Regions from separate parts of the Danio rerio genome. Here region 1 is linked to region 2. A link is a contact called in public Hi-C data. All regions are on one chromosome and are shown on one strand. Each heading gives the region's core, a stretch centred on a gene start, on an enhancer-like site or on the middle of the called end of the contact. The rest is flanking DNA. Distances are from core to core; before and after follow the strand shown.

Evidence for each region. A called contact is a pair of places that touch in the nucleus more often than the background predicts.
Region 1: a Hi-C map of an unstated tissue shows a contact between it and region 2, with 8 times the contacts expected there. The contact joins the promoter of zc3h11a here to the enhancer-like site in region 2. A contact is called at or near these places in 3 of 18 Hi-C or Micro-C datasets (embryo, hematopoietic stem cells and an unstated tissue).

Annotation. Positions count from the first base shown.
Region 1 is chr11:26,079,476-26,085,441 of GRCz12tu, forward strand. zc3h11a (zinc finger CCCH-type containing 11A) reads left to right here and starts at 2,504. Exons shown (of 17, transcript NM_199686.2): 1 at 2,504-2,662; 2 at 3,962-4,033; 3 at 4,176-4,295; 4 at 5,234-5,353; 5 at 5,446-5,569; 6 at 5,660-5,848. The coding sequence starts at 4,242. ovgp1 (oviductal glycoprotein 1) reads left to right here. Exons shown (of 17, transcript XM_073916736.1): 16 at 1-23; 17 at 103-2,885. The coding sequence ends at 437. It also overlaps a transcript of chia.3 not described here.
Region 2 is chr11:25,861,802-25,867,866 of GRCz12tu, forward strand. nfasca (neurofascin homolog (chicken) a) reads left to right here. Exons shown (of 30, transcript NM_001145767.1): 25 at 3,589-3,879; 26 at 5,723-5,842. Among named protein-coding and RNA genes, the nearest start is that of nfasca, 43 kb to the left of the region's middle. Within about 2 kb of position 1,255, at least 3 of the 62 cell types and tissues checked have an H3K27ac peak or open chromatin away from gene starts, as enhancers often do.

The sequences.
Region 1 (5,966 bases), core at 1,254-3,753, 220 kb after region 2:
CCTTAAGAAATCATTAATACATGGTGAGATTGGCATAGTTGGACTGTTATAAATGGTTACTTATTTTCACATTCTGAATTATAACCTTTTTATTTGCAACAGGAATTGAATCGTCTTCCTCCATGACCAGCACCAACTTTTTCTTCAGTATTTTTGCAACAGCTGGAAAAGGCTCTTTGCCAACACCGATATGTGTGAAGATTGTCAGATCTTTTTCAGCACAGCAAAGTCTGTTTTGTGCAAACAGATCAGATGGACTATATTACAGAACGAATTCCCTCAACTCATTTTATAGCTGTAGTGAAGGAATAACAAATATCACCTGGTGCACCCCGTTCCATGCCATTTCAAATAATTCTAGGAAAGTACAATTATCACTGATGATTATTTTTATTACATTGGGGAGTGCAGGTTTCTTAACTAAAATGCTGATTTAGGATTAAAGCAGATGGAAAGACTTGAGCACTAGTGAATAATTATGATTGCTTTTGTCTTGATTCTTTTGTTCTAAAACACCTTTAAATGTAATTTAATTTGAACCATTTCTACAGTGGCCGAGAGAAATTTAAAAAACACATGCATTTACAAAAAACACCAGCAAATTAACAATAGATAAACAAACAATAAATTAAGAAAATGCCCACAATTCTTGTTGGATATTAAAACTGTTTCTTAAACAATTGTTTAAGCAAGTTTTAGCTACATGTAATGGATAACAAAAGATGTACTACTGCATGCATTTCATTGACATAATTTGTTTGTGTGTGTTTGTAGTTCAGCCTGATATCTTGAGGAAATATAATTTTACATATTGTCAGAAAAGTGGCAAATTAGTACTGATGTATACAATTTTATGTATATTAATATAAATAATCTTTAAAAGGAGACATGTCCCCAAGCCCCAAACCAATTGGAAGATAAGCAAATCCTTCTAAAATGTATGAATAAAATGCAAATATGAATAAAAAATAGCCTCTAAATCAAAAAAATAACAAATCGATTGTCCTGGTTTGTTTGAAAATAATACTTCAAAAAGAAAACTGCAACATCTACACCTTACACTATGCTGGTCATCACTATTAACAGGATTAACACCCCCTTTATCAGGTTGTTTATATGCATCTACAAGTTTTTATTATACTCTTAATAAAAAAAAACATTCAGAACTGATTGGTTAAACAAATCAGATTATCACAGATTCCCCTATTTCAATTCAAGTATGTAGGTGGATTTTGTACTAAATTTGTTAGTAGTTAATCTGACAGCATCTGAGTCTTTGTTTGTTTTACCCATATGTAAAATGCCCCATGTAACACTATTCTTGTGTTTGTTTGTCTGTTTAAATTATTTTATATTGTATTTATTTTGTTTGTATTATTCTTAACTCAAATATCTAATATCAGTATCAGTATATCTAATAACTAATCAGTGGATTTAGGCATGTGGACATTGTCAAAAGATTCTGTTAAATTTCAAACTGAGTATCAGAAAGTGACTTTAAACATGGTGGCATGGTTGTGTGTCAGCGTCAATATTTGAGAAAGTGCTGATCTACTGAGATTTTTTCATGTGTATCATCTCAATGGTTTACAGGGAATGGTCAAAAAATAAAATAACTGTGGCAATTGCTTGAAGGAAATGTATTATTAATGCCAGAGGTCAGAGGAGGTTTGTGCTAATAGAAGGACAAATAAATTCTTATAAGCAAGCATTTGCAGTAGAGCAGTGGTTATCAAACTGTGGTGCTTGTACCACTAGTGGTGCGCATCTAGTGGTACGCGGAGGAATCAAATATGTCAAATGTACATGCTACATATTTATCAACATATATCAGAAATGATTTATATATAAATATTACATATAATATTTATTATATGACATATAGCCTGTATTTCTGAGGTCCAGACAAGATTTCCAGGTGTTGAAGAATTGGCTCCTATATGTTAACACTTTACATTTAAGTACAGCACTTTTCTTTATACTTTTTAAGAACAGTAACCTACCATTTTTAACTTTTAAAAGCACATTTTAATAAAAATGTTGACGTTTTTAGTGTTTTTTTTTAGATACAGCACAGTGATAACGTTCAGACTCTTTATAATGTTTAAAGTGGCTGACAATAATAAATATTCTAATTAATAGAATTTAATCTGCCACGTTTTTGAACTGTGCAGAGCTGTACTGTAGCTGCTTTACTGGGCTTACTACGCTACAGTATTTCAATATTGCTCATGGTGGTACTTGATGAAAAAAGTTTGAGAACCACTGCAGTAGAGCATCTGAACACAAGACATTGAGGTAGAAGAGCTACAGCATCATCTGATTAACATGTCAAGCACATGATTGACACTGTTGTTAAGCTAACATAAACTTAAGACTGGACCAAAATTTCTGAGTTGTTATTTAAACAATTAAAAGTAAGTCCAACCTGTCTGTACCCATTTAATTGAGAAGGGTGTGATTTAAGTGGTGAACTGTCCCTTTAACGAGTCTCGCCGTCACACTGACGTTTACAGTCATTTGTGTAAGCACTTTCCTGCTGGGCAGCGCGGGCGCCATTTTATTCGTCTGTACCGTCTGTAAACCGAGAAGAGAAAAGTCCTGTACTGGAGAGCCTACGTGCATCAACCCGAACATACTTAATTCCACTCGGTATAAACTGGTAATTGTGCTAGATTAATTTAAAGTAAATGTTATTAAACATTTTATTTATTTATCATTCAACATATTTTAGTACAGTCTAGTAACTGTTAGTTGTGTTAAAGTTAGAATGCTAACTTACTCGAAGTTAGCAACATGCTATGCTAAGCCGTAGAATAAGCTACCGTGTTGTTTGTCACGTAACGCTAAACAGCTATTGGATTTAAAATATACTCATTTGGTCTTTACACGTTGTTTGTCTGTGTTTTTCATATGAAGATTTGCATAGTAAATCGAGTCAAATAAAACAATGACACCACGGCCTAACTCGACAATCTTGCATAACGCGACAATCATTTGAGTAACGTTAGTGGATTTCGAAGATTACGGTAATGTAATACAGCTATGGGAATATAATTATTGACTCTTATTACATTCAAAACGTTTTTGCTTCGGCTTTGATTTATGATCGTGGTGATATTTGCTTTTTGTTCATCTGTAAAAATGTGCTTTAAACCTTTACATTTTACAAATGCAGATTTTGTAAACTGCACCTTAACGTTACATTCGCGGACACAAAATCGTCAAAATGCTGAATTTGATACTAACTTTAAAACGTGATTAATACTGTTTACTATGTTTGGATCACCACACCAAGAACAAAATCGTGTTGAAACACGACATTGTTGTTACAGAAATCCATTGTTGTCTTTACGTGTTATGTAAACCCTAACACATGTTCTGTCTGCCATGTTTTCCGTGTAATAATGCATATTGTGTCTCTGTCCTTATTTAAATAACCAACTTTTCAGCACATGGGGAGTGTTTTTGTCTCCTTTTTGAAATGTAGGTTATTCAAGATCTTGTCCCTCATTCCAGAGGATTGCTGGAGTTGGATAATGAGTTAGCTTTCCTGAAGATTGCTGCCTTTTTGTATTAAAAATCTCTCCATTGTTTTTTTTTTCCCTCTTATTGGGCTTTTTTTTAAAGTTCCTGTTTACCCCATTTTAATTTTTCCACCCGGCTTCCAGTGACGTAGAAGATATTGTTCCTTTTTTACCCATTTCAACATCTCCAAGATATCCAGATATACATGTTTTGCCCCTTTTTGACTTCATCTAGTTCAAGAATTTTTTAAACTCCCCCAAACCCAATCACCTCTCAATTATCAACAATCTCGGAGAAAAAAACAAAAGGACATTTTCCACCATCTGCCAGTTTTAGCAAAGCAGTCTGATGGGAACAGGTCACTAAAAGAGAGGCAAAAGTTGCCCCTGCTTCCCTTGTTCGCTCTGTACTCATCAGTCAAGTATTCCTTCAGGATCCAAACAGTGCGGAGCGACTCTTCAAGGAGTGCTTGAGATTGTGCCTGGGAACATCTCAGCCACTGCAGGTGAACGAAGTTCTTGCAACGCTTTCACTCTCTTACCAGTTCTTAAATATCCTCCACCATTTTACGCCATTCAAGACAGAATGTGAAAGTGAAAAAATGTGGATCAACAGGAGCATGAATAGACTTCTAACACTCTAAATAGGGAGATTGCAAGTGTCCAGGACGAGATCCCACCTCCTGACCCTGAAGAGTACAAACCTGTTCCAGAATGACCTTGCAAGGAGATGATTGCTACTTTTTCTACTATTCTACCTGTACGAAGGTAGGTAGAAAATGAAGTGATGATGAGCTGTTGTGGTTTTGTTGGAAATAAATGTTATGTTTTTTAAATTTGGAATGTATTTTGAGCATTCATGAGTCAAATTATTTTATTCATAACTAGGGTTACACTGTTTACCAGTACTATGGTAGTATCGTAATTCTATGGCTCCAAAATACTGGCGGTTCCACTTCAGTTTGTAAATGCTAATATTGTCATTAACTGTCTATCTACAATACATAATGTGTCTACCACACGTTTGTGCAACGCTAGACCATTTTATTTGAATAGTCTGTGGAGCTCTATAAGGTTGCAAAACTGTGTAGAATTCACGCCTTTTATAGTGGCATATTGCACTTTTTCTGATGCTTCAGTTTGAATCTGAATCAGTTAATTTCTGCTCCTGTCAATGTGATTTAGTAGCTACAACAACTGTGACAATCTCTGAAAAAGAACGACTCGCAGTGAAATTTTGAATAAGAAAAAAACAAAAAACAATAGATACAGGAAACATTGAAACAATTTTTGACCACTTCATAAACCTAATTTGGTTGAAAAAATGCTCTTTTTGTAATGAATTTCATTTGGTAAAATTTTCATCTTTATTTTAATGTATTTTTCGTCGGTCAGTTATTTACAAACTAAACAAAAAAAAACGTTCAAATACTTTTTTCAATAATAAGGCAATGGTTAATTAGATTTAAGTAGGCCTATTATAACGTAAATTGTAGTGTTTCTGAATTTTTTTTTATATCATGGGTTTGAGTTATTAATTACAATATCGCAATACTAAGTATCACGATGCTTCAGCTGGTATAGTATCGTAACATGAATTAATGATATCGCAGCAACCCTATTATTAACAATAGAACACTTTTTTTATGATTTTTGTAAATAAAAAATTGTATAGTGAATTAAAAATGTTTTGTGTCCTTTTTAAGGGTGACAGTTGCCCTTTTCGACACTGTGAGGCTGCCATGGGTAGTGAAACGGTTTGCAACCTGTGGCAAGAGCAAAGATGCTTCCGTAACGTCTGCAAGTTTCGACACATGGAAATAGATGTAGGTCACTTTTTAAATCCCTCAAATGTTAAGATTTTTTTCTTTCTGAAATTGGACCTCATTAGTGATGACTTTGTTGATGCCATTTATAGAAAAACCGAAAGGAAATTGCCTGCTATTGGGAGAATCAGCCGGCTGGCTGCCAGAAGCCTCATTGTGCTTTCCATCATGAGAAGCCACGCATCATCAATGGCAACTACTTGGCTCCAGATAAGGGTATTTGATCCTCTTTACAGGATTTTTAAACATTACTGGTCTCCATAGGAATTTCTAATTGATGAATTGTCTTCTTTTTTTTTTTTACAGGGCAGGTAGCGCGAAAGGACAATGAAGAGGCCCCGCTTGAGGAGAAGGTGAACCAAGTCCCTGCACCCAGTGCAAACCCCACTAACCCACAGCTCAGAGGAGTCAAGAGAACTGAGACCCAAGAGAATGTGCCCAGCCCTACTCATCCACCAGTGGTCATTAACCCTGTGGATGACGATGATGAAGATGGTAAGCAGTCATTCTGTAAATGCCTTAACTAGAACAGGAGTGTCCAATCCCATTCATCATTAATCCCAGTCCTTAATTAATCATTGTTGAACTGGTTCAGGTGTGATTCTAATTAGGG
Region 2 (6,065 bases), core at 5-2,504:
GCATATTTAGAACAAGAATCATTTTAAGATAAACAATTGTATTAATTGGCATTTTAAATCTTTATTATGTGTCAATATTTTTCAAAGAACACATTTTTATACACACAAAAAAATACACAATTTATTATGATCACTTATTATTTAATATATTTCAATAGGTGCAGGCCGGAAAAACTATGTTGTTTCATGTTTACATGAATATGTTTTTACACTAAATGATTATTAAAATGATCATATAACTGATTAAAAATTATTTCACATTTCTTTATTACAAATGTTATTAATACAAAACAAATTGTTGCAGAAACCAAAATAGAACACATGTACCCCAGTATAATATTGCTGATACATCCTCGTATGTCAATAAAGATTACCCCATTATCTGATAATATCTTTTTATTGATTTATCTTACTATTTTATTTATTTATTTTTATTTATTTATTTATTTTTATTCAACAGAGTTTCAGAAAAACTGTATTTGCGAAGTCATTGGATTTATTTAGACAGTTCATATATAATAAAAAAGATAATACATAATAATAATAATAAATATATTTATAAGGCCCAATAACAGTCATTATGTTGACATTTATTTACCTCCACTGTAAAAAATGCAGGATTCCACGTAATTTTTAAATGGTGTCCAAACACAAGTCGATAAAGCTAACTTAACAAATTTAAGTGGATTGAACATAAAACAATTAAGTTGTGCCCAAAAAATATGCCCACTTTAAATAAATAGTTTGAACCAGCAGAACATTTTTTTTTTAAATGTAGAAATTTAAATGTAGAAAAAGTGAAGAAGCAGCTTTTTAATATATGTGAAAATTGATTGACTCTCTTCTGCAAGTAAATGCTGTTTATTTACATTTATAACAGTATCTTAAAAGAGTATAAAATATCCTCTATGTTCCAGTACTGACGAAGGGCTAGAAACTCCCCTGATATCATCTTTGACCCTTATAAAGTTTTCATTATTGAGTCAGTTCGTAAATTGTCCTTTGTTTCAAGGAAAATGCTTAAAAGGTGTACGATAATATCCACTGTGCTCTAATGGATTCCCACACATTTTCTCTTTTTGTGTTGACAGCAGTGCAAGTTTATTGTTTGTTATGTTTCAGGAGATATTCATGATTTGATATTTTGACTTGTTTCAAAATGCCAAGAGATCTGAGAATACTGTAGCATTTTGCAATTTGGTTCATGTGAGAATTGCATTAGCTCAGTGGATTGTAGTGACCCTATTTGTCCCCTTGGTGGTGCACAACAATCAATTTTTGCATACCCTCCACACAACCTCTGCAGTTTTCCTCTAAGACATGGCATTCACGCTGACAAATATCACAAAGAAAGTTGTTGCACCTTTTCAGGAGATATTTTAGAAAAGCAATACAAGCTAAAATTATGCGGAAAAATACAAATGTAATTTCTGGTATTTAGATATGCATTAATACTGCACTACATCTTGATATTTCTATATATTCTTATATACTTTATGCATGAAGTGTGTATACTACTGTTCAAAGGTTTGGTGGTAGTATGGTTTATCAGATATTTTTGGAGAAATAAAAATAATCTCCACTTGTTTTACCAATTTAGATTAAAAAACTGTAACACTGAATATTGTTATAAATTGTTTAAAAAATGAAATGTGTATTTTAATAATTAATATTTCTGTATAATGCAAGTCAGATTTTTCCAGCTCATGGTCCTTTAAAAATCATTCTTACAATATTTTGATCTAATAAAATTAAAAATTTAAGAAACAACTCTATTAACAATGTTGAAAACAGGCATCTGCTGCATAAAACATATGCCAGAGTAGTTGACGGTTCATACTGCTGTGGTGACCCCTGATGAACAGGGTGTCCGCAAGGGCTTAAAAAGACCTTAAAAGTCCTAAATTCACTGAAATATTGTTAAATAAATTTAAAGAGGTCCTAATTTTTCTCTGTTTAGGTAAAGCTAACCAGTCGGGCCGACATCCATTCAATCACCAACAATCCATCTCAATATAATCAGGGAAAGAAAACTAAAAAGAATTACTCAGTTCCTTGTGATAATAACAGAGCAATATATCCCTTTACATTATCTTCCATTCAAACATTTGTTCAGCAAAACTATTTACAGAAATAAGGGGGAGTAGACATTATATTTATAAATAGGCATGAAACTTACGGTTTTATAACAGAATGAATAGAAGATATACTCAAACAATTTGGACCAAAAGCCAACAAATATATATTTTTGATTGTTTATTTAATTGCAAACTAAGTTTTTATTTTATTTTGACACATTAAAGTATGTCATTAAGAACTGAAGTTTATTTATAAACTAATTTCGAGAGGATCACGTGTTTATGATTTACCACAGCCGATCTCCCATTAGCAAATCATAATTCCCCAATCATATGATTCCTAAGTTTCTATAAATAACCACAGTCTTCATTCAACATTTATCTTTGTCTGGAAGAAACCCCCATCCTCCGACTTCTCCTCCTTTTCTTGGTGGCACGGCGGCCCAGTGGTTAGCACTGTTAGCCCCACAGCAAGAACACTGCCGGCCCTGGTCCTCGCCAGGCTGGTGTGTGTTTCGGTGTGAAGTTTGTATGTTCTCCTAGTGTCGTGTAGGTTTCCCCTGGGTTCTCCGGTTTCCTCCTACCATCCAAATATATGCACAATGCTTAACGGATCAAGTAAAACTGGCACTTTGTCTTGCTCCCTTCAATCCCAAAGTAGTTTACCTTTGCCACTTCAGCTATGGAGTTTTTGAGATCTACCTGAGCTCAAGCTTCTCTCTCGCTCTCTCTCCCGGGACAGCATGCCAAACAAGCTTAGGATAAACCATCAGCTAAGTGTAAACTCTTGAAATACATTTTTATGGCAAACCAGGCCAATAGAAATAATCATTAGTGTTTAGCCCTGAATAAGTCTAAAATTTCATTCATAATGGTCTTAAAAGGGTCTTAAATTTGACATGATGAAATCTGCAGAAACCCTGAATAAAGGGATTAAGGTGAAGAAAATGAATGAATCAATGACTGTTAATCTAATAAAATTCTTAAGAAACAATTTTAATTAACAATGATGAAAACAGGCATCTGCTGCATAAAACATGCCAGAGTAGTTGGCGGTTCATTCTGCTGTGGTGACTCCTGATAAATCAGGGATTTAGCTGAAGGAAAATGAATGAATGAGTGTTGAAAACAATTATATAATGTGGAAACAAATGTTTCAAATGTATATAGTCCAACAGAACAGTATCTTTTTTTAACACTACAATATCTTCACTGTGTCTGATGTATAAACTAGTTAATTTCCAGAAAATCATACTCACTGAACATTTGAACTGTAGTATTTTACTTTTTTACAATTTGCAAATTGCAGTACGTAATATTAATGGCAGGTGGAATCCATTAGATGCAGTATCCCAATATTACATTCAGAACAGATTCTTCCATTAAATACATGGAAAAGGGGATTTGTGGGAATTCCATATAATTAACTCATTCTTTTTCTGTCTTTTCTCGCATCTCTTTGTGTCTCTCTTGTGCTTAACCTCTGGATCCTCTGTGTTCTTCCTCTCAGCCGTTAACTTTACAGATGGCTTGATGTTCGAAATTCCTCCTCCTCCCCTTCCCCCCTCCACTGACCCAAACCCAACAATATTCACCCCAGAACCAACTCCACCAGTCCCTACAACTGCTGCTCCAACCAAACCTACTACCACCACCACCACCACCACTACTACTACTACAACTTCTACTACTACTACAACTACCACAACTACTACAACAACCACCACTACTACAGCAGCTTCCACCACAGTTGCTCCAGTTCGGCCCGTGCCTCCCAAAACAGTGGATTGGAAAATGCTGGGTATCTGATAATGATAACAGTATTGAAAAAGCCCACAGTATAGATAATGAATAGATGAAATTAGTTTATCTTCTAGTGTAGATGACATGTATTGTGTATGTTCGACTCAGCCATGATTGATGTTCACCCTGTGCCAGAACACTCGAATTACACACAATTAGTATTGACAGTTGCTTAACAAATAGCCTAGTTGCATTAAAATGGTAATCTGAAGAAAATGTTGAAATTAAAAGCACACATTTGAGCAAATATTGTTAACATTTTGTAATTTAAAGACCCCATAAAAAATTTCATTGTTTTGTCATACGTTGTAATTTGACTTAATCAGTGACTTGATTCTCTGCCAACCAGAGAGACATTGAAAATAGCATGTGAAAGGCAGGTATATTTAAAAAGTATCAGGTAACATTTTACAATAGTAATGTATTAGTTAATGTTAGTTAATACATTAGTTAACACAAATTAACAATGAACAACACATCTGTTAAGCATTACTTGATTTTGTTAATGTTAATTTACTCATATTAATCAATGTTAATTTACTCATATATGTATTTCTTTGCCTTAACAGTTTGATTAGTTTATTTTTACTTACACAAACACTAATGTATATGTTAATGGATAAAATAGCATGACAATTATTGCTAACAATAAGCAACACATTTATTCAGTTATACTAAATCTTTGTTAATGTAAATATACAAATAGCAATGTGCTAGTTAATACATTAGATAACATGGACAAATAATGAACAATGACTCAGCAATATACAATCTTCAAGAAAACAAGAAAAAAATTAGGTTGAGCAACTAGAAAAATTAAGTTGGGCTAACTAGTAAAATTGGAGTAACTAGTCAATTAAATTGGGCTAACTATTAAAATTCAATTAGGACAACTAAAAAAATTATTGGGCTAACTTGTAAAATTCAGTTGGAGAGACTAGAAAAATAAGTTGGGCTGACTAGTAAAACTGGAGTAATTAGAAAAATTAAGTTGAGTTAACTAGTAAAATTCAGTTGTGGCTTAAAAAAATAAGTTGGAGCAACTTAAGTAATTGAAGTACATAGGAAAATTATGTTGGTGCAACTAGAAAAATTGAAGTACATAGGAAAATTATGTTGGTGCAACTAGAAAAATTTAGTTGGGGTACATAAAAAGCGTAAGTTGGAGGACTAAACAAATTGAGTTGGGGCAACAAGAAAAATAATTTATAAGAACAAGACAAATTAAGTTGGGGTAACTTGAACATTAAATTGAGAAATCTAGAAAAAAGTTGAAGCAACTAGAAAAATTAACCTGGGCTACCTAGAAAAAAAGGTTAGGGCAATTAGAAAAAAATAAGTTGGTCTACCTAGTAAAATTAATTTGGGTCAACTAGAAAAAAATTAAGTTGAGCTAACTAATAAAATTATTAGTTTTGTTATTATTGTGATTTTTTTTATCAGTACATGTGTGCACTAATTTTATTGTCCACAGTGAATTATTGTTACACAGTAAAACATAAAATACAAAATTGGACAAGCTAAATAATAACACAATAAATATTTTTTAAAAAGGTTAAATGTTCTAATGTGCATTTTGTAGAGGTACTAGTTTCTTAAAAAAGGTACTAGTCAGTAAAAACTTTTTTTAAATAGTAAGTAGTAGCATGAAAATATATAATAGTGTGCTTTATTTATTACACTTTAAAACATGTTTACTCCACCTATGTCCGTAACACTATCAATAATAATTAAAAGATACCAAAGTTCATGGGGTCTTTAAGTTCAAGCATATTTATATATCCTAACCAGTGTCTGTATGAAATATCTGAGTGCTCTCCTCTCCCACCTGTTCTGCATAGCCCCGAATGTAAAGATCTGGAATCTGACGGTGGATGCTAACAATGACAATGCTAACGTCAGCTGGAAGCACAACTTCTCCGTTGACAGCAGCAAGTTTGTTGTAGAGTTCACACTGGACAGTAAGAGCCAGATAAACCTGCCGAGAGCTTATAAAGGGAACGCTAGATTTTACTGGGCCTGCTGGAGACCCAAAGTTATCCTCTCGTTACGTTTAATTGGGCCTCGTTTTATAGCAAACTTACAGAACATCACATTACAGGGAGCTCAGGTTTATTCGGAAGGGAGGTATTGTAAATGTTATGAGGATTGTGCAACATTTATGATATCTCCCTGCTGTGCTTC